Regions from separate parts of the Urocitellus parryii genome. Here region 2 is linked to region 1. Evidence: chromatin contacts called from public Hi-C data. All regions are on one chromosome and are shown on one strand. The core of a region is the stretch at or near the end of the contact, and the rest is flanking DNA. Distances in the headings are between cores, read along the strand shown.

Region 1 (5,495 bases), core at 1,450-3,949:
GACAAGTGATCAACAAGAGGAGATATGTTATAGTTCTGACATTTCAGGCACATTAAAAATCCAATGCCACTACACTGAGATCTGGCCCAGATAACATAGCACTTTTTTTTTTTTTGTGGTGCTGGGGACTGAACTCAGGGCTTTGTGCATGCAAGGCAAGCACTCTATCAACTGAGCTAATCTCCAGCCCAACATAGGACTTAATTATGAACAAACTCATTCTGTCTGCTCATCTTATAACTGTGAACCTCATCTCCCTAAATGAGAATCAACTTCTGGACAGAGAGTCCTAGCTCAGGTGAACCCTTGAGAAACACTAATTGCTTCCGTGACAAGCCAACATACCTTTCCTTGTAAACTGACGTGTTCCCAGCAACACTAGCTCCCGACATCAAGCTTAAGCACTGCATGCAGTGCTCCTCTGTGCTGAAGAGCAATGAAGGAGAGCCTAGATTGAGCGACAGGATGCTAGGATTTCTCTGTCATTTCCTAGTTAAAACCTGAGACTAAAATTATGTTGGAAGTTTATAAAGATAAATATAATCACCTGATCCACAGGGAAAACACAAGACAAGAAATCACAAGATGGGGTTCTAGTCCTTGGGCCTCCTATGACCACCTTCATTACTATGGGCAGGTCACTTGGCCTCTGAACCTGGGAGGCCCCACGTATACCACAGGAATGTCAAGCATCACATGAGTGAGACACTTCTCCTGCTGTGTGTCTTCACCTGGCACTCCTACAAGCATATTATTAACTCAAGATACTCCAAGTGGGCCTACCAGTCGTCCTCTAAAAGCTTTTTCCCTCTGTTCCTTTTAGTAGAGGGATTAGAGGGCCAGCTCTGGAGTTGAACTTCATGGGTCCGCATCCTGGCAAACTTTGGCCTGTTACATGACCTCTCTGTGCTTAGTTACCCTTCTGTAAATGGGGATATGTTTCATAGGGTAGTTGAGAAATTAAATGTAACATGCTTGACAACAGTGCCAGGCACATAGCTAGTACATGTTCAGTGCCCTCCATGAAGTCTTGCCTGATGAACATAAAAAGATGGCACAGGTATTATGATTCCTTTCCCAGCACCATCTTCCCAGGTATACACATTCTGCTGGCATCTCCTCCTCAAGCCTCTCTATGCCTGTCTATTCAGGAACTGAGGCATTTCAGTTTTGCTATCTTTTCCCCTGGCAATTCTTTCTCTCCTTTACCGCCCTTCTCATGACTTATTTCTTGTTACTGCTTATCTAGACCAGTGGACATAACCCTTGGCCCATGGGGCCCATCAAAGTGCAACAAGGTTCAAATGATAGGAGTGCCCAGCACTTAAGCTGGCATCAAAAGTCTCCTAAATCAAACACTACTAGCAGGTTCAGGCTAAACAGACTTCTGGTTTCTGCTTAGGGCTGCATTTATTTCATACTTAGTAATCCTGATAGTCTCAGGATGTTCTGTCTTTAGTTGAAATAAATCAAATTAATTGCCACTTGAGTAGTTCAAAACATAGGGCTTGGAGAATACAGGTTAGGGACTGGGAACCACTCTCTTCTTCAAGCCACAGGGGCTGCCAGATGCATCCTCCAGGAGCTGGAACATTCCTGGGGCCAACTCCCTGGCCTGTCCCCACAGTCCAGTGCACCAGCCAAAACTGTATATTAACTGCTCCCTGTGGCTCCTCTTGGCCCTGGCCTGCTAGTCTTTGTTCCCAAGGTACTCCCACTGCAGTCCCCTCAGTTTAGCCACCTTTAAAAAACTCACTTTAAAAGCCAGTGAATTCCCTGGTCCTCCCAGCTGAAAATTATTTCTTAACCCTCAGAATTTCCTCCTAACACTTGCTTTTCATAAAAACCTCCTGACAGAGTTAGAAGCAGGAAAGTTTGGGTTCCTCTCCTCCACTGCCAGCCATCTGAGGGTAGGAAGAGCTTCAAAATTTTATCTTTGCAGAAAGCAATGCACTAAATAAAGAACACTTGCTGACTTAGTGAGGTGTTAAAATCCTATAGAAAAAGAAGGGGTACAAGAGCCCAATTTTAACACAGGATGAACAATATTTTCAAAATTCGAGTTTCAAAATACACCTTGGGATGTTATCCTTTCTTGATAGCTTTTATCAAGAGCAAATGGTAAAAATGTTCTCCAGCCCAAGGCTTAATGTGAATTTAGAATGTAATTATTAAAACACTGAAGTTTTTATTAAAAACTTACACCTGTATCCACAGATAAGAACTGCAAAGAACTCAAGTGGCTTAAGTCAAAATTCTCTAGAGAAAGGCAAAGTTAAAAAAAAAAAAACATAAAATTTTTAAAAGGGGAGGGGGAAAATCTAGCTTTGCCCAAGGAGAAGAAGAAGTAGAGACATTTGAAAAAAAGAAAAGGCAGAAATAGAACCAATTTTTCATGTGTAATCGTTAGAATCCCTTCGGCTCAAAGGCTAACTGATCATTTTGAGACAAGGATCCTCGGAGACCCGACTACGCGGTCCCTACCGAAGCCGGGGGAGTGACACTTGCCCGGGCCGGGAGGGTGTCGCATTCACACTCGCTCTGCTGCATTCCCCAGTGTATCTGCTTCCTTCTGGGCTCGGGTCGCGCGGTCTCACCGACCCCAGCGCCTGTTCCCCGCGCCTCTGGGCAGGAACGCGAGCGCCTCGTCTGCCTGCGCCCGCCGGTCCTCGCAGCGGAGCCGCGCACGACGCGCCTCGGTCCCGGGCGCCCAGGACGCGCTCTTTAAGTCGGCTGGCGCAGGACCACGTGCCGCGCTCGGGCGCCTGGGGATTGTAGTTCCACGGCCCCGCCCGCGGCGCGCCGCCCGAGCCGGAGTGGCCCTGAGTCGCCTCCTCCGCCGGGGTGACCTTAACTGTGCTCCGAAATGCGGTCGGCGCCAAGTCCGGTGCCCCGGGAGTCAAAGCCTCCGACCAGGGGCTGGGGGCGCGGAGCCCACGAAGCCTCTCCCTGCCCCTTCGGCGCCCGGCCCTTGCCGCTCGGTTCCTCGGTCTTAGCTTTTCTTCTCTGGCCCCGTTTCTGCCAGACCCGGTATTGGTGCCTCTGCGGTGTGAGGTCCGGGCTGCCTTTACCAAGCCTGGGGGACCCCGCTGCCCATCAGGCCTGGCTCTCTTCAGGCCCCGCCGCTGCCCCAGCCTGGCTCGCTCTCCTGGGCGAAGGAGATGGCGGATTTAGAAATGGCTTAGCTACTGATGCAGGAGGTTTTCTGGTGTATGCTGGAGAACAATTGGAAGAGTTTTGAAAGGGAAACGTTTTGTTTTGTATTTTTTTTAAAATAAAATGTCTGTACTTGTAGAAATGTCTAGAAGCGTTATTTGTTTGTGATGCAAATGCTACTGGCGATGGAACCCAAGCCCCCACACCCTTGCTAAACCACTGAGCTACATCTCAAGCTTTTTTTTTTTTTAAGATTATAATTATATATAATAGTGGGATTCATTACAATTTGATTAACCTCATTCCCCAGTATCTTCCAGTTAGGTAGAACTTGACACAGGCAGTCCCATTTTGAAACATTTCCTCCATCTTAGCAAGAGTCACTTCACGGTTACGCTGACTCAGCCTGACCTTAAAACCCAGACGATACTTCACCATCTTGCAAAGAAAGGAAATTAATGTATCTAGTACTGAATCCCGGAAAACACATGGTTCCACATGGGGCAGTGATCACCTCAAAGAAAGTGACCAAAAGGCACTTTCCTGACAACCCCTAGCAACCGACTAATCATAAAAATTCCCCCGGTCCTCATGCCCCTGTTATCTACTGTAAGTGGAAAAGGGTCCCAGTCTCTACTGGCCCTCATCCCCAGGTTTGTCCCAAATAAACCTGCTACTGTTGAGCCACGGCCCCTGTTATCTTCATTTGCTTCTTTCCGTACACTTCCCATTCCCTCATTTCCTCTCTTCCCCTGATCCACTTGCTCAACTGATCTCCCTTCTACTATTATTTTAATCGGTGCTTCATCAATATATATACAAGTGGGATTTATTGTGGTATATTTGTACATGGACATAACATATGTGGTTTTTTTTTTTTTCCTAAATACTCTTTTAATTAAAAAAAATTGAGATAGGGTCTTTCTAAATTTCTGAGGCTGATCTGCCCTGGAACTTGCAAGTCCACCTGGTGAAGGCATTCCTGCACCCGCTGTCTGACAGGGTCACAGCATGGGGGATGCTGTGGCAAGGCATACCATCTGGAAACTGGAACCATTAGGAATGTTAAGTGTTTTGTTTATGATAACTCATATGATAACAGGGCATACGTCATCAGTAATAAAAGTATGCATTGCCTGAGATTGCAGGAAAATTCTCAGAATGAGACTAAGGGTACAATGGAGACATGCCATGAGGTATGTTTCAATATCTCACAGGATACAAACAATGATGTTATTCCTCAAGCCTAAGCAATGAGAAATTTATCCCATGGTTAACAATTTATACCAGCCTCCCCCAACCTCATCCTAAAATCACATAGCCTAGCTACAGAAAAACAATTGCTGTGCCAACAGTACAAGGACCACCGTATGTAGCTTATGGTATCCCCTCGAGAACAAGAGACTAATAAAAATACATTCCCCAATCAATAGGCCCTCCTTTGCTTTTTGCAGAAACTTATGATGAAAATGGAAAATACATAGTTAATATAAATGACAAATGGGTTGAGGTGTAAAGCCTGCCCTTTAGTTGAAGATTACAAAGACATAAGAATTGGTGTGCTTTGACCAAGGATCAAGGAATTCTTTAAGAAGGCAGTTGAGGGGCTGGGGATGTGGCTCAAGCGGTAGCGCGCTCGCCTGGCATGCGCCTGGCATGCGTGCGGCCCGGGTTCAATCCTCAGCACCACATACCAACAAAGATGTTGTGTCCGCAGAGAACTAAAAAATAAAATATTAAAATTAAAAAAAAAAAAAAAAAGAAGGCAGTTGAGGCTGGGATGTAGCTCAGTGGCAAAGTGTCTGCCTTGCATTCGAAAAACCCTGGGTTTGACCCCCAGTTCCAAAAAAGAGAAAAAAAAAAAAAGAACCCCGCCAAAAAAAAAAAAAAAAGATTAAGAAAGCAGTTGAATAGGTCATATGAAAAAAAGGAAATTACCTTGGAAATTAAAATAGAATAATGTAAAATTAACATAGATATATTTTAGAGGCACTTCAGAGTAGTAGGCTTTTAAATAATAGACTTTCACTATTTTAAGTGTGTTTTACTGGGATTTTAGTTTAGAAGTAAAAGTCATTGTACTGTCATGTATGACTAATTAAAACAAATAAAAAAATTTAAAAAGAAAGCTTACCGGGGATGGGGATGTGGCTCAAGCGGTAGCGCGCTCGCCTGGCATGCGTGCGGCCGGGGTTCGATCCTCAGCACCACATACCAACAAAGATGTTGTGTCCGCCGAGAACTAAAAAATAAATATTAAAAATTCTCTCTCTCTCTCTCTCTCTCTCTCTCTCTCTCTCTCTCTCTCTCCTCTCTCACTCTCTCTTTAAAAAAAAAGA
Region 2 (5,495 bases), core at 1,814-4,313, 180 kb after region 1:
ACTCTGAAAAGGGTGGTATTGGGGGATAAAAGGTAGCCTGCCTGGGACACTGTGAGACATTTAATACTGACCCCAGCTTTGCCCAGATTGCTGATCCCAGATGACCCGGGCTGCAGAGCTGTGTCCCACACCCTCCATCAAAGAGATCGCAGCTGCGCTGGAAGTGCTGGGCAAAAATGAGGTCAGCTTTTTGTCAAAGCTGGTGCAATTCACAAGTGAGTTCAACTGGCTGGATTTACAGCAACTCTCAAGCCATCCACATTACTGAAATTGCACATACGAATCAACCTGCTGGGAAGAGAATTTGGGATAAATTGTGAACTTCAAAAAGTTTCTGCCTGGAAACCAAAGGGGTAACCATGGCAACTTGAGGCAGGTTGAACTCAGAGAGGGCTCTTCATCTTCAGCAGGGAGCCTGGTGCTCTCCGATTTGCCCGTCTGTGCACTGCACATTAATCCCTTTGTCTCTTTGCTTTCTTTGTCCAATAGAGACAGGACTAGCACAGGAATCTGGAGATGGGGCCCTCGGTTTCAGCTGTTTCCAGTTCCAGCGTCTCAGGGACAGCTGTTTGTTGTCTGCAAAACGGAAATAACAAACCTCCTCTGGCCTATTCACAGGGATGCAGAAAGACTAGGGGGGTTTGAGGGGATTCTCTGCATAATCAGTATTATTGTTGTCATGTGGCCATGTCCAGCCTGATTCAAACATGGTGCCACCAAGGGTGAGACTGTGGGTTGGAGCCCTCCCTAAACTCCTTTTTGTCACATGGAGAACAGCTGTCTCACAGATGACACCCACATCTTCCCCTGGCAGCTGCATCATAAAAGCATGCCTAGGGACACCAGAAGTATGGGTGAACCAATTCTCACCCCAGCTGGCCAACCCCTCCAGCAGAATGCCCTGCTGACCGGCTGGGGCTGGCTGCCTCACTACGTAGATGAAGGACCGCTGAGAAGCAAAGTGGTTCAACAAGGTGGCCCCCCCGTTTTGCCTGGCTGCATGCCGCTGCCCTGCATTCATCCAGCCCTGGACCTGTGAGGAAGACAGAGTGAGAGCCTGGCTGGCAAGATGGGAATGAGGGCGGAGGCTGGCGTCTGAGATGGCACTGCCATGTGAGGGCTGCTGTGGCACCTGCCTGCACCAGCTAACGGGGAGGTCTGGGAAGGACTATGATTGGCAATTCAGAGTGCACGGTTTTGACTCACTGGGTATCTTCCACAGGCCTTGGCTCAACAAGGGGATCTGCTTTGACAAAAGATCCCACACAGTATTCTGATTTGGGCTTCTGTTGCTGTAGCGGCCTCAACCACAAGCTCACCCCCACCCCCACCGTGGTTTTCCCCTTCCTTCCCCTGCCACCTTTCCTTGGTCTGCTTGCTGAGAGCTCTCGGGTGGGAACCTCCGTGTTTCTCTCTTTTCTGACCCTTTACTTCTAGAAACACAAAGCAGGCCTTGCTGAGGATCAGCAGCTGTCAAGATGCCTCTTATGAAATAAAAACCTACATCCCGAGAGACACAAAAATACTTACTATTTTCCTTATTCTCTAAAATTCCAGTATCCTTATAAGTAAAACTGAAAGCTAGCACTTATGGAGTGCCGACTGCATGCTGAGCCTGTTCTATGCACCTTACATGTTGCTGAGGATGCTGTGGCTTGCCACCCAGGACTCTGGCCACCAACTCCCAGTCTGATGTCCACTGTAGCTTTTTTTCCAGGAGTTGTTCTGGATAGAGGGAAGCTTAAATAAGCTTAAATCTTATTTAAGATTAGGCCATTTCTCCAGGCAGCTGCAGAGATGCAGGGGTACAAAGATGTGTCCCCTCCCTTCAGTGGAAAACCTAATGAAGGGTCAACTGAACCCCAGAGCACCCTCTGGGCCCAGCTGGGGGTTGCTGAAATGGCATGGCATTCACTCCTCCTCCCTCTCCCCAGCAAACCTCCTCAGCCTCTGCCTGAGCATGTTTTCTGGGGGAACGAAAACCAAGAATAAACCGGTGTAGTCCTCACAACAACCTTATGAAATAAGTGTACTGGTGTCTCATCTTAAAGACAAGGAAATTGAGGCATGGAAAGGTGAAGAAGTTTGCTCCAGGTCTCCCATCAGCAAATATCAGAGCCATGATTTGAAACCTGAAAATCTAGCTCTGGACCTGTACCCTTCACTTCACTTCAGCCTCTTAATAGCAATCCCCATAGGAACTGAGGGGCAGTGGGGGAGACTATAATTCTTTTATGGGAAGATGATAAGAGACAGAGCATTTATTACCTGTGTCTTGAGGATGGGGACCCTGAGCTAGCTTATTGATCCTGCTTAAACCCAGGGTCATTCAGTTACAGAGGTTCTGAGATTTTTTTTTCCCCTTCTCTTTCTCTTTATGGCAGTTGGAAAACCATGATGAAGCCCTGAATTAAGGCACCAACACTTAACTAACTGTAAAACTTTGAGCAGTTTAACTTCTCTGTGTCTAGTAAAAAGTGCCCCTACATATTTGCTATTTCCAATTCTGATTGGGCAACTCTGTAGCTTTTAGAGCTTCTGTTTCTTCATCTATAAAATGGGCAGGATGATGAGGAGGAGGATAATTTAACTGGCAGCTAACTGTACAGTCACGGGCGAGCTGCACCCTGTGCTCCTGTCCTTCAAGATTCAAGAGGCTCAGACATTTCTGCGTTCGCCCCCGTGTCGCCCTTCCCGACCCGCCACCTCCACACGAACCCTCCTGACACCGCCGTGTCAGTTTCCAGCTTTTACTAGAGGTCGCCGGGTTTTTCCCTACCATGCTGGGGCGGTGCGTCCCCCCTCCGCCTTCTCCCTGCAGCTCCTGGCTCGCCACGCTACATCCCGGGCAGGAGGGGGCAGCCCCGCTCGCCCGCCCGCCGCAGACCCCGTGTGTGCCAGTCTCGCCCTCCCACGTGGGGCCTCGGCCCCGCCTCCGCCCTCGCGGCGCCCAGCCACGCCCTCTGATTGGTCAGCGGCGCCCCGCCCCGCCCCACCCCGCCCCTCCGAGGGAATAAAAGCCCGGGCAGCCCGGCCAGGCGCATGCAGGCTGACAGACCCGGCCAGTGCAAGTGAAGGCCTCCGCTTGCCCCTCGCGAGTCCCCTGGAACCCGCCACCATCCTCCTCAGGACGTGCTGCCCAGCGCCTGCAACCATGTGTCGCACCCTGGCCACCTTCCCCACCACCTGTCTGGAGAGGTAAGAGGAGTTTGTCTAGCTACCGGGGGAAGGAGGCCAAGCCCCGCCAACTCTTAGGGAGCAGAGCGGCAGGCTTGGGGACTTGAGTGGACGGGGGAATGGGACTCTAGTGACTTGAGTGGCGAGCCAGAGGGCAACTTGATACCACCAACAGGGAGTAGGAAAAGCGAAGGGAAGCCGAGGCCCGTTGTGTGCTGCGTTGCGTTCCCCATTCTCTGACAAAGGGCGGTAAGCCTGCCCAAGATCTCTCTGCTGGATGACCACGTTGTCGCCTCCAGGCAGCACTGAGCCTGTCCCAGTTTCTTGTACACTTGGTTTTGATTGCACAGCGCAGGGATGGGCGCTGGACTTCTTTTACTTCTGGGAGGGCAGGGAAGTCTTACTCATGTCCCACCAGCGAGGGATGTGTGAACTTCCTAGAGAGCTATTATGCAGCTTCCATGGAATTGGTGTCTCAGGAAGGAAAAGTTAAAGATGAAGGCGGGAATCAATTTCCTCGCAGTTCCAGAAATTCTCCTGACAAGCTTAGGGGATGCTAAATGGCACAAAGATCTTACTTTTTAAGTAGGAAAAAACTCTATATGGGCAGGACTGTAAACCCAGAAAGAGTTGACCTACCAGGGCACAGTTCAGACATTGCTGCTGTTGCTTCAGGCTTGAAGATACTAAAAAGAGAAGCACAGTTTGGGCCCTGGGAACAGCCAAGCATTTCCAGGAGCTCTTGAGGCTGAAATTTGGGTGGCAGAGCTCTTCTGGGACCCCACAAACCTGTCTGTGCTGACTGGGTCAATGGAGAATCCTTTCATGCTCATGATTTGTCTTTCAGAGCCAAAGAATTCAAGACACGTCTGGGAATCTTTCTTCACAAATCAGAGCTGGGCTCTGATTCTGGGAATGTTGGCAAGTTCGAGTGGAGCAGTAAACACAACAAAGAGAGGTAAGTCCTGCCATCCAACCCAGGGCTCCTAGCAGGGAGGGAGCCTAAGAAGGAGAATACAAGAAGAAACTAGGACATGCTAGGGTGAACCTTGGCAACCCCTCCCTTAAGATGTTAATGGGACTTCTTATTGGTCTGGTGGCCACTTGACTCAGGGGAGAGTGGGTTGGTGGCTTTAGGCTTCTAAGTCTACCAACAGTTGACTGCACTCAGGTCATGAACAGTTACTAGATGCTCCCTTCTGGGAATTCACAGTACATATAGCTGGGGATAGGACAGGGTCCAGGGCCACTTGAAGTAGTTATTAATGACTCTACTTCCATTAGTGTGCACCTTGCCTAGAAACCCTTTCATACTAACATCAACTGGGCCAGGAGCTGCACTGGGCTCTGGGGTGATACAATTCCTATACAAGGCCCTTATTCCTTGTGGAGGTGTACACAACAAAGCTCTCAGAGTCAGGGAAATGGAAGCAATTTTGGAAGCTAAGAAACAGCCTTAAAGATACTCACTGAGGATTAAAGGGTCCCTGACTTTGGTTTCTGATCACTGAATTGACACCACCATTTATCCTGGCTCTAGCTAAGAGTTTGAGGAGTCAGCTTGATAAATCACTGAGCAAGTTTTTGTGTGAATTATGCAGCTTCTCATCAGGGTTCTGGCTAGGATTTGGGCTATGCTTTTTTGTTGTTGTTGTTTTGCTTTAATTTTAAAATATTGACTTTTTTTTTCCCCTAGTAGAAGCTTCTCAGAAGACGTGCTGGGATGGAAAGAGTCCTTTGACTTACTGCTGAGCAGTAAAAGTAAGTAGGACTCTGTTGTGTCTGTCTGTGGATGACACATGTGTACTCATGTGCTTTGGAGCCAGTCCGAGGGATGCTGAAAGCACGGGCGAAAGAATAGTAGTAGTAATAATAACATGATCCCCTAGTGTGCCAGCCTCTTTTCAAAATACAAAGGCAGGTCCTTGTTTGAGAAAATTACATCCTAAAAATAGAGCCATTATTGCAATTGCTGTCTTTTCTTCTTTTATTCCTCACTGTCCCCAGTCTGACCTGTTTCCTCCTTTCTCCCCTCAACCCCAGATGGAGTGGCTGCTTTCCACGCCTTCCTGAAGACAGAGTTCAGCGAGGAGAACCTGGAGTTCTGGCTGGCCTGCGAGGAGTTCAAGAAGATCCGATCAGCTGCCAAGCTGGCCTCCAGGGCTCACCGCATCTTTGATGAGTTCATTCGCAGCGAAGCCCCTAAAGAGGTCAGTGCCCTGACATGGCCATGGATCCTCCAGACCCTGCCTGCCCCTTCCCCTTTAGAACAAGGAATAGTAGGAAGCCAGCAGGTGAAGGATTGGGTTTTAAATTGG

The links. Hi-C and Micro-C count contacts between places; a contact is called where the count stands out from the background.
Region 2: a Hi-C map of liver shows a contact between it and region 1, with 2.4 times the contacts expected there. The contact joins the promoter of Rgs16 here to the promoter of Npl in region 1. A contact is called at or near these places in 2 of 2 Hi-C or Micro-C datasets (liver and muscle).

The regions. Positions count from the first base shown.
Region 1 is chr9:132,170,937-132,176,431 of mUroPar1.hap1, forward strand. It overlaps Npl (N-acetylneuraminate pyruvate lyase), which reads right to left and starts at 2,700. Exons shown (of 12, transcript XM_077802390.1): 1 at 2,485-2,700.
Region 2 is chr9:132,351,282-132,356,776 of mUroPar1.hap1, forward strand. It overlaps Rgs16 (regulator of G protein signaling 16), which reads left to right and starts at 3,064. Exons shown (of 5, transcript XM_026392860.2): 1 at 3,064-3,198; 2 at 4,025-4,135; 3 at 4,877-4,938; 4 at 5,221-5,387. The coding sequence starts at 3,155.